3 separate regions of the Sus scrofa genome follow, and all the other regions are linked to region 1. The links are chromatin contacts, called in public promoter capture Hi-C and targeted proximity ligation maps. All regions are on one chromosome and are shown on one strand. The core of a region is the stretch at or near the end of the contact, and the rest is flanking DNA. Distances in the headings are between cores, read along the strand shown.

Evidence for each region. Promoter capture Hi-C pulls out the DNA fragments that hold promoters and counts their contacts.
Region 2: a targeted proximity ligation map of skeletal muscle shows a contact between it and region 1. A contact is called at or near these places in 1 of 5 promoter capture datasets (liver), 14 of 47 Hi-C or Micro-C datasets (adipose tissue, alveolar macrophages, brain and 9 more) and 1 of 2 datasets of targeted methods (skeletal muscle).
Region 3: a promoter capture Hi-C map of liver shows a contact between it and region 1, with 3 times the contacts expected there. A contact is called at or near these places in 4 of 5 promoter capture datasets (fetal liver, fetal skeletal muscle, liver and 1 more), 28 of 47 Hi-C or Micro-C datasets (adipose tissue, alveolar macrophages, blood and 17 more) and 2 of 2 datasets of targeted methods (alveolar macrophages and skeletal muscle).

What each region holds. Positions count from the first base shown.
Region 1 is chr5:8,921,229-8,924,710 of Sscrofa11.1, reverse strand. RPL3 (ribosomal protein L3) reads right to left here and starts at 2,014. Exons shown (of 10, transcript NM_001244063.1): 1 at 1,958-2,014; 2 at 812-1,004. The coding sequence starts at 1,960.
Region 2 is chr5:8,985,818-8,989,784 of Sscrofa11.1, reverse strand. No RefSeq gene overlaps it. Among named protein-coding and RNA genes, the nearest start is that of RPL3, 65 kb to the right of the region's middle.
Region 3 is chr5:9,043,513-9,047,320 of Sscrofa11.1, reverse strand. All of the region lies in intron 2 of LOC110260643 (a long non-coding RNA gene), which reads left to right. Among named protein-coding and RNA genes, the nearest start is that of CBX7, 25 kb to the left of the region's middle.

The DNA of each region.
Region 1 (3,482 bases), core at 765-3,264:
CGATGTGTTTCGGACCCAGCGTTGCTGTGGCCCTGGCGTAGGCCACAGCTGCAATTCAACCCCTAGCCTGGGAACTTCCACACACCGTAGCCGCAACCCTAAAAACCAAAAAACACACACACCCAAAACACAAAAACAAAACCCCCCACCAAAAAAAACCCTACACCCTCATCAGCCATTCAGTTCTGGTCCATCATAACCATCCCAAGCAAATGCCTTACTACCTAGGTAATACCAAGAATACTAAGCATACTGGCGGCCTGAGCTTAAATCTGACAGTTCTGACTGCCTCACATCTACTGCCATTCAATAGTCACTGCTGTTTTCTGTGAATTTTTCGGCCCGGCCTGGGGCCACGTGGGAGTTAGCCATCCAGGGATCAAACCCTCACCAAAGCAGCTACCCCCCACCTGCTGCAGTTAACACCACATCCTTAACTATACAGAAACTCCTAGTGACTTTTGGCTTCGAGTTTCACAACCCAGAACACAAGTAGTGCTCACGTAAGGCTCACAGTCCAGTGCTGCCACTAAAAAACCGTGTGGTTTTTATTTGACCCTTGGCAGTGACAATATCCTAAAACAGCGTATGTATTTCTCTGCACTGTAGCTCTTACTCATCACCCTTCCCTTATGTCCCTCTGCCCAAAGCAAGCAGGGCCAGCCATCCGTACCCCGCAGCTTTGACCGGTCCTAAGGTATGTCATTTCCATCCCATTATCCAGTTTCCCCTCTCTCCAAAGCCTGCCCCGTTCCGACAGCTTGGCCCCACCTAGTCCAATCCCAACTAGGAGGACGTAGTGTGTACTTACTGGACCCAGGCCTATCGACCTCCCTCACAATGTGGGTCATGCCAGCCTTGTAGCCAAGGAAGGCGGTGAGGTGCACGGGCTTGGAAGAGTCATCCTTGGGGAAACTCTTCACCTTCCCGCGGTGCCGGCTGCTACGCTTCCGAGGCAGGAAGCCCAGGGACCCGTGCCTGGGAGCGGAGAACTTCCTGTGAGACTAGGAAAAAAAACCACCAAGTCAGCACCTTAAGTAGCTCACTTCTTCCCAGCTGCCTGGATTCTAAGAGGATTCTCAGCAAGGCTGAATCCAGACCAGCAAACCCAGAACTACATGCTGCATCAAGGTTTGTTTTGGGGACGGGATGGCGCGGATCACACACCCAAAGATCATGATTCAGCCAAACCGGAGCCTATCACTAACCTCAAACCCTCACCTTGTAACTTGCCGTGCCACCCACATTTTCCTCTAAAGAGAACCAAAGTACACCGGTACTGGCACTAAACTTCATAACTTAACCAGGAGCCGTATGTGCATGTCAGGCTCTGATTACAATAGGGTCTTCTGGTCAAATGGCTGGGTCGTGGTTCCTCCTGCTCCCAAGAGGGAGCTAAGCCGGTTAAGCAGGGACCACTAGAACTCGGCAGAGCCAAATCAGAACATGACAATCAGCACACAGTTTCTGTCCGCCCGTCAATAAGTTCATCATCTGTGGTTTCTGAGAAGTCTAGAGGCCCAAAGAGTGGCACCAACCGTCCCAGTCATTTCAGAGGCCCAGGAACCATTCCCCCAAAGTTCCCTCCCGCCTGCTTGCACCTCCCACTTTAACAGTGCCAAATCCTCCCGGAGTCCTGCCAGACAAAGTGTTCGTGATTCCAATCTTGCACGCTTAAGCTGAGACCCAGAAATAGTCCATGGCTTGAGGATTATCGGCCCAGAACCCCCAGGCCAGCTCCTGTGGCAAGGCCTCTCGCCAGCCGCTCGGCAGGCAGCAAATCAACCTCAGGCCTAGCATGTTTTCAGAAAATAGACCTGACTGCGGATTCCGCAGAGTGCCCTGGCCTCCTAAAACTGGCCCCCGGCGCCAGGCGAGCCGAGATGGCGGCGATGTGCCGCAGATTCAGCCATGCCACCCTGGCGGACAAGGAAGAATCCGCCATAACAACACATACCATCCCGCGGTCGGAAGCTGCCGATAGAGGTCGGGCTGGTCTAGGCGTGCGATATATAAATCCCAGACTGGCTCCGCCCCTTCCGGCGTGCGAGCGCGCGCCCGCGGCCGACGTCAGGTCACGGGGCTGGTACTGGGCGCCGTTTCTACGTAAGCTCGTAAGTTACGTAAGCTACGTAAGCCTTGTGTTCGTCTCGACCTTGACGTCAGCTTCTTAGGGCAGCTAGAATCTCTACGGCGAGCGGCTGGCTTCCAACTTAGGGAAAGCCTTGGGGTCGCCCGCTGAGAATTGGAATGGAACAACCCCAAGCAGTCCTGCTGCAGTCAGACTTCATGAAACGCCCTATTACGGTGAAGAACAACAGCTACGGCGCTGCTTTTCCTATAAAACGCAGTCACCTCTGGATGTTCCCTTGGGGTGCAGTGGGTTAAGGATTTGCCGTCGCCGTAGCTGTGGCACAGGACCCAGTTGCGGCGTTGGTTCGATCCCTTGCTAGGGAGCTTCCACGTGCCGCGAGTGCGGCCAAAATAGGTAAATTAAAACGCAGCAACTTCTGGAATTCAGTAACCCTGTTGGGGCTTCAGTTCCAAAGCGTTTTCAAAAAACTCCAAAAAGACAAGAAAGAAATGGAAGAGAGGGAGGAAGAAAGGAAGGGAAGGAAAACTTCAGGAAAAAAGCTTTCACCCATGGTGTCCCATATCCATCCCACACAGTGGATCGGCGTTGTTGCTATTTTGAGCCGCTTCCTGACACTAACTTGCCTTTTATTTTTTCATTTTTTTAACTCCGCTTGTAATAACGTCATTTTAATTCAGAAATTTAAATTCACACATTCATAGCAACTATTTTAAAATAACTTGCCTTTTATAATACGTCCTGATTTCTAGCCCCCGTCCCTCAAACCTTATCTCCGCCCTTCCATCAAGTATTGGGTGCGGGAGCCCCCGCTCGGTTCTGAAGGTCTGAGGCGGCGAAACCACCTCACGACCTGGGGTCCTGGGTCCAGCTGCCTGGCTTCACGAGCCTGACCCTGCCAGCCTCCCCGACCCTCTGTGTGAAGGGGGTCCTCGGTGACCTTTGCCTAGGCTCAGGGTCACCTAGGAGGCTCCTAGCTGCTCTCCCCTCTTCCAAGCTTGCCCCGCCACATCTTTCTAAGAATCAAATCTCATCTTGTTAGTTCCCGTGCCCTACCCCACCCCCACCCGTCCCTGTTTCCCTGGGATTAAACCTTAACTCCTGAGCCTGCCACCCAAGAATCTGACCTAACTAGCTACTCAAGCTTCTTGGCTGCCGGGCGCGAACACACACACACTTTTCTTGTATCACCTTCCACCTCCATCGCACCCCTTTGTGTTCTTTTACTCTGGGCCTGGCCATGGCTCACATTGTTGTGAAAAACAACAACAACAAAAACTTCCCATTGTGGCTCAGTGGGAATGAACCCAACTAACATCCATGAGGATGCAGGTTCAATCCCTGGCTTTGCTTGGTGGGTTAAAGAACCCAAATTGCTGAGGAGCTGTGC
Region 2 (3,967 bases), core at 750-3,249, 65 kb before region 1:
GGCCAGGCACCGCTCTAAGCAGGGGAGATGGCGGTGACCAAGACAAAAGCTCTCTAGTGGAGTTTATATGCCGGTGAGGAAAAACAGATCATAAATGACTAAATAAATCAGAAAAGGAAAGTAATTATGCTGGGGGTGGGGTGGGGTGAGGGAAGACTCCGAGGGGGACTTAGGAGGCCCGGGGCCAGCACCTCTTCACCACTCCTGCTGTATGGGTCTCTCTCTCACACACATACTGTTCCTAGGTCTTGCACCAGAGCCTCCAAATCCTGTTTGATCTAACCTTGCAGACACTTCTAGGGCTGGAAGATTCTAGCAAGTCGGTCTCCCACTACCTACAGCCACTAGCAAACCAGAAAGAAGCCGGCTGGTGAAGGTCTATGGGGCCCTTCACTCCTCGGCAGAAGGGTGCTAAAGCCAGAGGCATCACATGACAAAGAGACTCACCCTCCCGGAAGCCAGCTCAGCTGATGGAGAGGGGACCTCATGGGCCACAGCCAATCCTCGGCCAGGCCCCACCTCAGAGCTCCCCATCCCTCCTTCCCAGCTGCTGAGGCCTCCACCTGTGGCTCAGTCCAACCCCAAAGCCACCTCCACCAGCAAGCCCTCCTGGACCGGCTCCCATGTCGATAGATTTTCCCTCTAGGTCTCCTCCCTCAGAGCCTCCTGAGGCTTACACAGGCTCTGCCAGAAAGTGCTTCATAAACTGCAAAACACTGCACAATTGTGGGTTCCTGAGGGCCCTGTGTTCAAGGATGCTGTGATTCAAGTGAGGAGAAAGGCACCAGCTTCCGTGCCATAGCTTCCCCACCAAACACATCCCAGTGGAGTTGTGGAAAAGCAGGAGGAGCTGCCGGATGAAGCTGGAGACGGTAAGGGCAGGCCTGGGAAAGCCTTATCCAGCTGTCATCCAGCCTCTCCAGCCCAGGCTGGGATCTGCAAAGAGGACAGAACAGTGTTCCCCCCCTTCCCCCCTCCCCCAGCCTTCTGGAGTGGGATGTAGGGGTCCAGCCAGTCCCAGAGGTTCAAAGAAGAGCTTGTTTGAAGAGAAAGATGCTCTGGCCGTCGCAGCGACCCCAGTCACATCAACACCGTTTGGGGCCACATGAGGATGGTTTAAAAAAGCAATCACAGAGGGGTGATGCTTGCGGGGCGTCGAGCCGAGCTGACCTGACCAGGCAAAAGCAAGTGGGAGCTGGGGAGCCATGACCTGATGGGAGGGTGCCTGTTCCCATTCCCTCATAGCACCCAGGCAGGAAATGGGGTCGCTGCAGAGGTGACGAGATTCCAGGGCCCACGATGGGCCCACCTGTTGCGCGGGGGCGGGCACCTGGTGCAGGGGCGTAGAGGGGCCGTGCGTGCCTGTGAGCGTGCGTGGGTGTGCGCGCACGTGTGCTCAGGCTGCGTGTTCGGGGGCCGTGCGTGCGTGTGTTGCGGTGCGCGCGCGTGTGCCCCGCTTGTGCACGGGCGTGGCGGCGGCGGGCGCGCGACCCGGCCGCGGTAGTGCGTGCCCGCTTTGCGCACCCGCCCGCCCGCCGGAGCGCAGCATCGCCTCTGGCCAAGAGTGTGCATGCGTGGGGTGAGTGAGCGAGTCCGGGGGCCGGGCGGGGTGGGCTGCGGAGAGCAGCGGCGGGGGCGCCGCCGTTCCCAGGACGCCCTGGCACCGGGCCCAGCCCCCAGGCCCGGCGGCGAGGCGAGGCGGCAGCTGGGGCCGGCCGGCGCCCCCCTCCCCAACAGCTGGCCGCGGCCTGGGGGGCTGCGGAGCGGAGAGGAGGGGGGCGTCGGGAGGGGCCTGCGGGCGGCCGGCCCGAGCCCTGCGTCCTCCCTCCTGGGTGCTTGGCCGCGGGGGGTGGCCGCGGAAGGGCGGGGCCCCAGGGCGGGCGGCCGGCGGCCCTCGAGGAGCCCCGAGAACAAAAGGAGACGGCGACGACTCCTCCGTGGTCAAAACAACCTGAGCTGGCGGCGGCCCAAGGCCCGGCCGCGGCCTCGGAGCTCTTCACCTTAACCCCTTCGCCGCCGCCTCCTTCCTGTGCGGAGCAGGAGGCAGAGAGGGACCGGCCCTCCCCGAGAGCAGGCGAGGGGCCGGCTCCCGGCCGCGGCGAAGCGGAGGCGGGACGGGACCCAGGCACCCCGCGTTCCCCGCTGCCCTCTTCTCCCGGGCACCTCGCGCCTCCTGCTGCCCCGCCCCCTTTCCCACCTGGATTCCGGGTAGACTTGCCAACTCACTGCTACGTGAGGCTGGGAGGGGTGCGGGGGACTCATCCGACCTGATAGCTCCCGCAGACGTTTTGCTACCCCACCTCCCCTGCTGTTAGGCTTTTACAGGCGGGCGCTCCGCGCCCTACAAGCGGGGGAGAGAGAGGTGCGTCCTCCCGCAGGGCGCGGGCGCGGGCGCAGGTATGGCGTGGCCTCAGACACACACGGCCCCGGGGGGCTGGATTTGCTCAGAGCTCCCACTTCTCCCCGAATCCCAAGTGCCCCAAACCTCTCTCGGCACCCACCGCGCCCAAGACACAAGCTGATCCTGCACCGTACTCTGGGGCCAGGCAAGACCTGCACGAGCCCGAGGGCACCCCCGCCGCGACCGGGAGCGCGAGCCAGGGTGGGACGCAAACCTCCGCCCAAGGTTGGCGTGGCTGCCACGGGTGCTTGAGCTCGCACCTCCCGGGCAAGCCAGCTCCTGGACAGGACCTAAGCTATAACCGAAGTGGGCTGGGGTGGACGCGCTGCCTCGGCACTACCCCACCCCTCTCCCTTGGGCTGGGAGAGGGCTTATTCTCGGGTTCCTAAGGGGTGGGGGCCAGGACAACACACACCCTCCCCTGATGCTTAGAAGCTCCGAGATCTGGGGTCGCCCCTGGGAAAGCAAGCTACCACTGCACTCTCCCCTTGGAACCTGGCACCTCCCAGACCTAGCGTCTCAGCCCTCGGAGGTCACCTAGCGCCCGGCGTCAGGCCCCGGGGCTGCACGGGTCCAAAGTTCACTGCAGCGAGAGGAGGGGGCGACCGGGGAATAGGGGCGGGGGTAATGAATGAAGCCAAGCCACCCCAGCCGCCGTCGCAACTCACCTCGGCGCTGACCAGACGCAGGTAGCAGCAGAGAGACAGGAAGAGCGCCCAGCAGCGATTCATGCCGACTCCGGGCCCGGCCCCGCGGGGCCCCGGACGCGTGGACCGAGCGCGCCGCCCCCGCGGCCAGGGTGGGGGCGGGGGCTGGGGAGGGAGGTGGGCTCTGCTCGGATCTGCGGCGATCAGGCGTTCAGGCCGCTGCAGCCGCCGCCGCGGCTCACCCGCATGGCCCCCGGGCGCCGCCGCCCCCAGCCCGGGCTCCGTCGTTGGGGGTTGAGGAGAGCCTGGGAGCGGGACCAGGGTCCAAGGCCGCTACCTGGGCGGATCCCAAGCCCGAGCGAGCATCCACGGCCGGGGGGCTGCGTCGCGAACCAGCCGAGGCGTCTAGCCGTGTGGGGGCGCCCAGGGGACTCCAACCTCCAAGAGGAAAAAGAACACGGCAGTCGATGGTTCGTCTTCACTCGCTGGCTAAAGGCGTTTTCCTCTGCCCGCCGGCTTAGCTTTTTTGCAACATTTTCTGGAAAGGCCTCCGAAGTCGGAAAGCGCAGGGCTGGGCACCTCAAAGCCAAAGTCTCCCCCCAAAAACTTTTTCCAAAGTTGGCTTTGCAGCGGCGGCTCGAGTACCCGGGCAGGGAGAGGTGCAAACTCCCGCCCGGGCCGGGTGGGGGGGCCGGAGCGTGTGCGCCCTGGCTCGGGGCCCGGGCGGCGGGCACGGCTGCTCCGCGCGCGCTGCGTGCCCGCTGCGCGCTGGGCCCGGCCCGGCAGACAGGTGGACGCGGCGCGAGTCGGTCAGTCCGTCTGCCCGCCCGCTCGCCGTTCTGGGCGTCCTCTGCGGGCTGCGAGCTGCGGCTGCTTCCCTTGGCAATGAGGCTGGAGGGTGGGCTTTTTTTCCCCTTTT
Region 3 (3,808 bases), core at 1,246-3,745, 120 kb before region 1:
CATTTTGATATTTAGGCTCAGAGGATGCAGGCCTCCATCTATGCTCTTATCCCAGGCCTTGCAAATGCTTGGGTTAACCTGGGAGCAGAGGCCATGAGCGGTGAGGTGAAGACAGGGTTGTTTGGGGGTTTGGTTCATTTTCTGTTGTGTTTTGAAGATGGGAGTAGAATCGAACACTCTCCCCTGAAGAGCAGCCCCAGAGAGCGGAAACGGTGGTTCGAGAGGAATGGGGTCCAGGGCACCAGTGACCGGGGAGGCTGAGGGACACTCTCAGACACTCCATCCAGAAGACCCAGGGCCCAGCACCAGGAGTTCTCCCATGATTCCTTGTTATTCCCATGAGAAAGCAGCAAGACCAGGTTTGCAGAGGGAGGAGAAGGTGCAAAAGAGCCCTCTCTGAGTATATGGAGGGGAAAACAACTGGCCAAGAGACACGTGGCAGGATGGCCCCTCGACACTCTGGCAGATTGCATTTTCCCAAGGTGGAACATCTCCCACCCCAGAAGTTCTTCTAGAACCTTCCACTCCTCCACTAAGAAGTGGAGTCTAATTTCTGTCCAATCCTGGGCAGGCTTGTGACGGGCTCATCACCCATGGAATGGGTGGAATTGACAGTGCACCACTTCTGAAGCTGCGTGAGAAAAGCTTCCGTCCTGTAGAACATTCATGCTGGCGTCCTGAGCTGCCATGCTGTGAGGAAGCCCAAGCTAGCCCTTGCAGAGACCACATGGAGAGGCTGGAGGGAGGGAGCTGTCCAGCCAGGGCTCAGGTACTCCAGCCGCAGCCACCATCTGACTGCCACCCTGTGAGACCCTGAACAAGCCAGCTAAACCCCTCTCAAATCCACGACCTACAGAATCCATAAGAGATAATAAGATGATTGTTGTCTTGGGCCTTTATGACTCAGAAATAGCTAATTGGAACAAACACCAACGGCGGACTAGAGATTCATGGTCTTGAATTTCAAGTGACTCAACCCTTTGGCTCAGCAATATCCATATTCATTTCTGCAGAGACGAAGCCTGTACAGTTACTACAGAGTTCCCCTGCTTGCCTCAAGGGAGGAGCAGAGGGGATGAAGGAGAAAAGTACAGGGGATTGGATCTAGGAGGTCAGGCTAAAGGGTTGGACTTGACCCTGAGGGCTACGGAGAGTACCCCAGTGAGAGCTATTTCTCTTCCGTGCACAAGCCAGACCCACTCTCGTTTTAGCAACAGGGCATACAGCCTTCATCCTCAAATGAACTGGAGTTGGGGCAGGAGAGGCCTCGGGACTCTGGGCACAGCTGGGTCCTCGGCTCCTCCCATCTGCCTGAGGCTTTGGGCATGAAGCCAGTAGAATGGGAAAGGAGGGACAGTGGCGAGCCTCAGTGCTCCCATCTGAAAAAGGGGCCTTAAACTTAAGGCCTCTAGGTGGTCTTCTGGCTCTGAGACTAAGGATGAACCAAGGATGGGTTTTGGTCCTATTTCCACACAGGCATTGCCTGGGGTGAGGACAGGTGCTCCGCCCGCCCTGGGCTCCATCCTGTGACAGGGACCTGCAGGAAGAGGACTCGAGGCCTGGCCCTCGTACATTAACAGGTCTTGTTCAGGATTTCTGGGTTCCTAGGAACAGAAAACTCAACTTAAGGTGGTTTTTAAAAACTAAAATCCGAGTTCCCGTTGTGGCTCAGCGGGTCAAGGACCCAGTGTTTTCTCTGTGAAGATGCAGGTTTGATCCCTGGTCTCCCTCAGTGGGTTGAGGATCCGGTATTGCCACAAGCCGCAGTGTAGTTTGCAGATGTGGCTCCGATAGGGTCGTGTTGTGGCTGTGGTGTAGGCTGCACCTGCAGTTCTGATTCTACCCCTCCCCAGGCACTTCCACACGCTGCAAGTGCAGCTGTAAAAAGAAAAAAAGAGCAAAGGCAACCCCTAAAATCTATGGGCTGGTAGTAACTGAAAAGCAAGTTTTGGGGTTTTTTTGTTTGTTTATTTGTTTGTTTGAAGTTTCCAGCAAAGCTTGATATAGCCATGCGAATAAGCTGCCTAGACCTGGTTTCTCTGCCTCCATCTCTGGGCTCTGTGTTCCCACTCTTTTCCTAGGCTGGGTCTCCCCTGGGGCTGGGGGCGGGGTGGTGTCTCAGTATGTCCCTCCCGTCAGGTCTGGGTCTCCCTGCTTCTCTTTACCTCCAGGAGACCTCAAGGAAAGACTGTCGTTGTGATTGGCCTGACTCGAGTCACGTGTCTATCCCTGAACCAATCCCAGCAGCCATGGGATGACTTGTCGAAATGGACCTAAACCAATCAAGGCCCACTTGGAGCTGAGGGGGTGTCAACCCCACCCGGCCAAGGGCTGGGGACTGCGGGGTCCTGTCAGGAGGGAGGAAAGGGCCTGGATGCCAAGGAGGAAGCCCCGGGTGACTGCTACTGCAGGACAACAGACAAGGGTCCCGGGCATGTCCTCAGTCCAGCAGAACCTTCTGGAGACAGTGTGCTCTGTCAGAGAGGAAGTGGTTGAGTACCGGAAAGAGGGGGGACATCTCCCATCAAGGCTATTTCCAGTACCAGCTGCCCATCTGGCCAGGCCTGGAGCCCTGGGATGGGGGCGGCCACCGTTGGCCGGAACCCAGGGCCCGCCTGGGACACTTGGGCAGCTGGAGGCTGATTAAGCTGGGAAAAGTGCAGGCTGGAGAGAGCTGTGGTGGGGAAGCCATCTGATGCTTCCCTGACACCAAAAAAGGAACAGAAAAGGTCAGCTTAGGCACAGGAAGGAGCCAAACAAGTAGCATGTGACAGAGGCAAACGGCCCCTTCCACCTGGGCTCAGCTCTGCCTGCGCTCCCTGGCCTGGCTCTGCTGATCCCGGGGAACAAGACTGCATAGGGATGACCCCATTGCTCAGATGGGGACGTGGAGGCCCAAAGAAAAGTGACTCATCCAAGGTCACCCCGTGAGGTAGGGCAGAGCCAGGGTATGAACCCGAGTGCTCTCAGGACTCCCCCCTCCTCTAGAAGCACAGACGAGCCAGGCCCCTTCCCACGCACAGCGGCCGGGGACACAGTGTCCCCCCAGTGGCCGGGGACACAGAGGAACGGGGCTTCAGGGTCCAACTGGCCAAGTTCAGATCCTACCTCCTCCACAACTCTGGCTGTGTGAACTTGGGCAAGTCAGGGTCCTCGGGTATAAAATGTAATGAATGCTTTCATGAGAGGTCCTTGGAGGAGTGATTGGCATCACATATGCAAAGCAACTGACACAGCGCGGCACATGGTGAGGGCTGCATGCCTCGTGTAACAGAAGGAAAGAGTTTGTCAGGTTTAATTACCGCACCACCGGGGAAATGCTGTGATCGCTGAACCCAGTGCTGCAAGATGCAGAGGGTGGGAGACTATCCCAAGTAAACCCTGAGAAACAGAGGCGGGGTGGGGCATTTGTCAAGAAATTAACCGGGGCTACAGATGGGGCAGGGTGCAGGGCAGGGAGGGTCCTGGCTTTCTGGGAGGCATTCAGAGTGCTGTCCCCACCGCTCATCGGAAGCCCAGACACTGCAGGATCTGTTTCCACTCTTTCCTCAGGGACCAGCCTAGGACCCTCATCCCCTGAGCCTGGGCTCAGCAGGGATGAAGAGGCTGCAGAAAGGGGGTCATTGTCCACCCAGACTGGGCCCTGATCCCACAGCTGCCAACCCATCTGGGGTACAGGGTCTTCTTGAACCAGCCCAGCCATTTGTGAGTGTGTGTTGGGGGGTGTTTATCCCCCAGTTGCCATGGGAGACCCAGATTCTACACTGGGCACTCTCTCCAGTGTCCCGACGGTGACCCCAGAGCATCC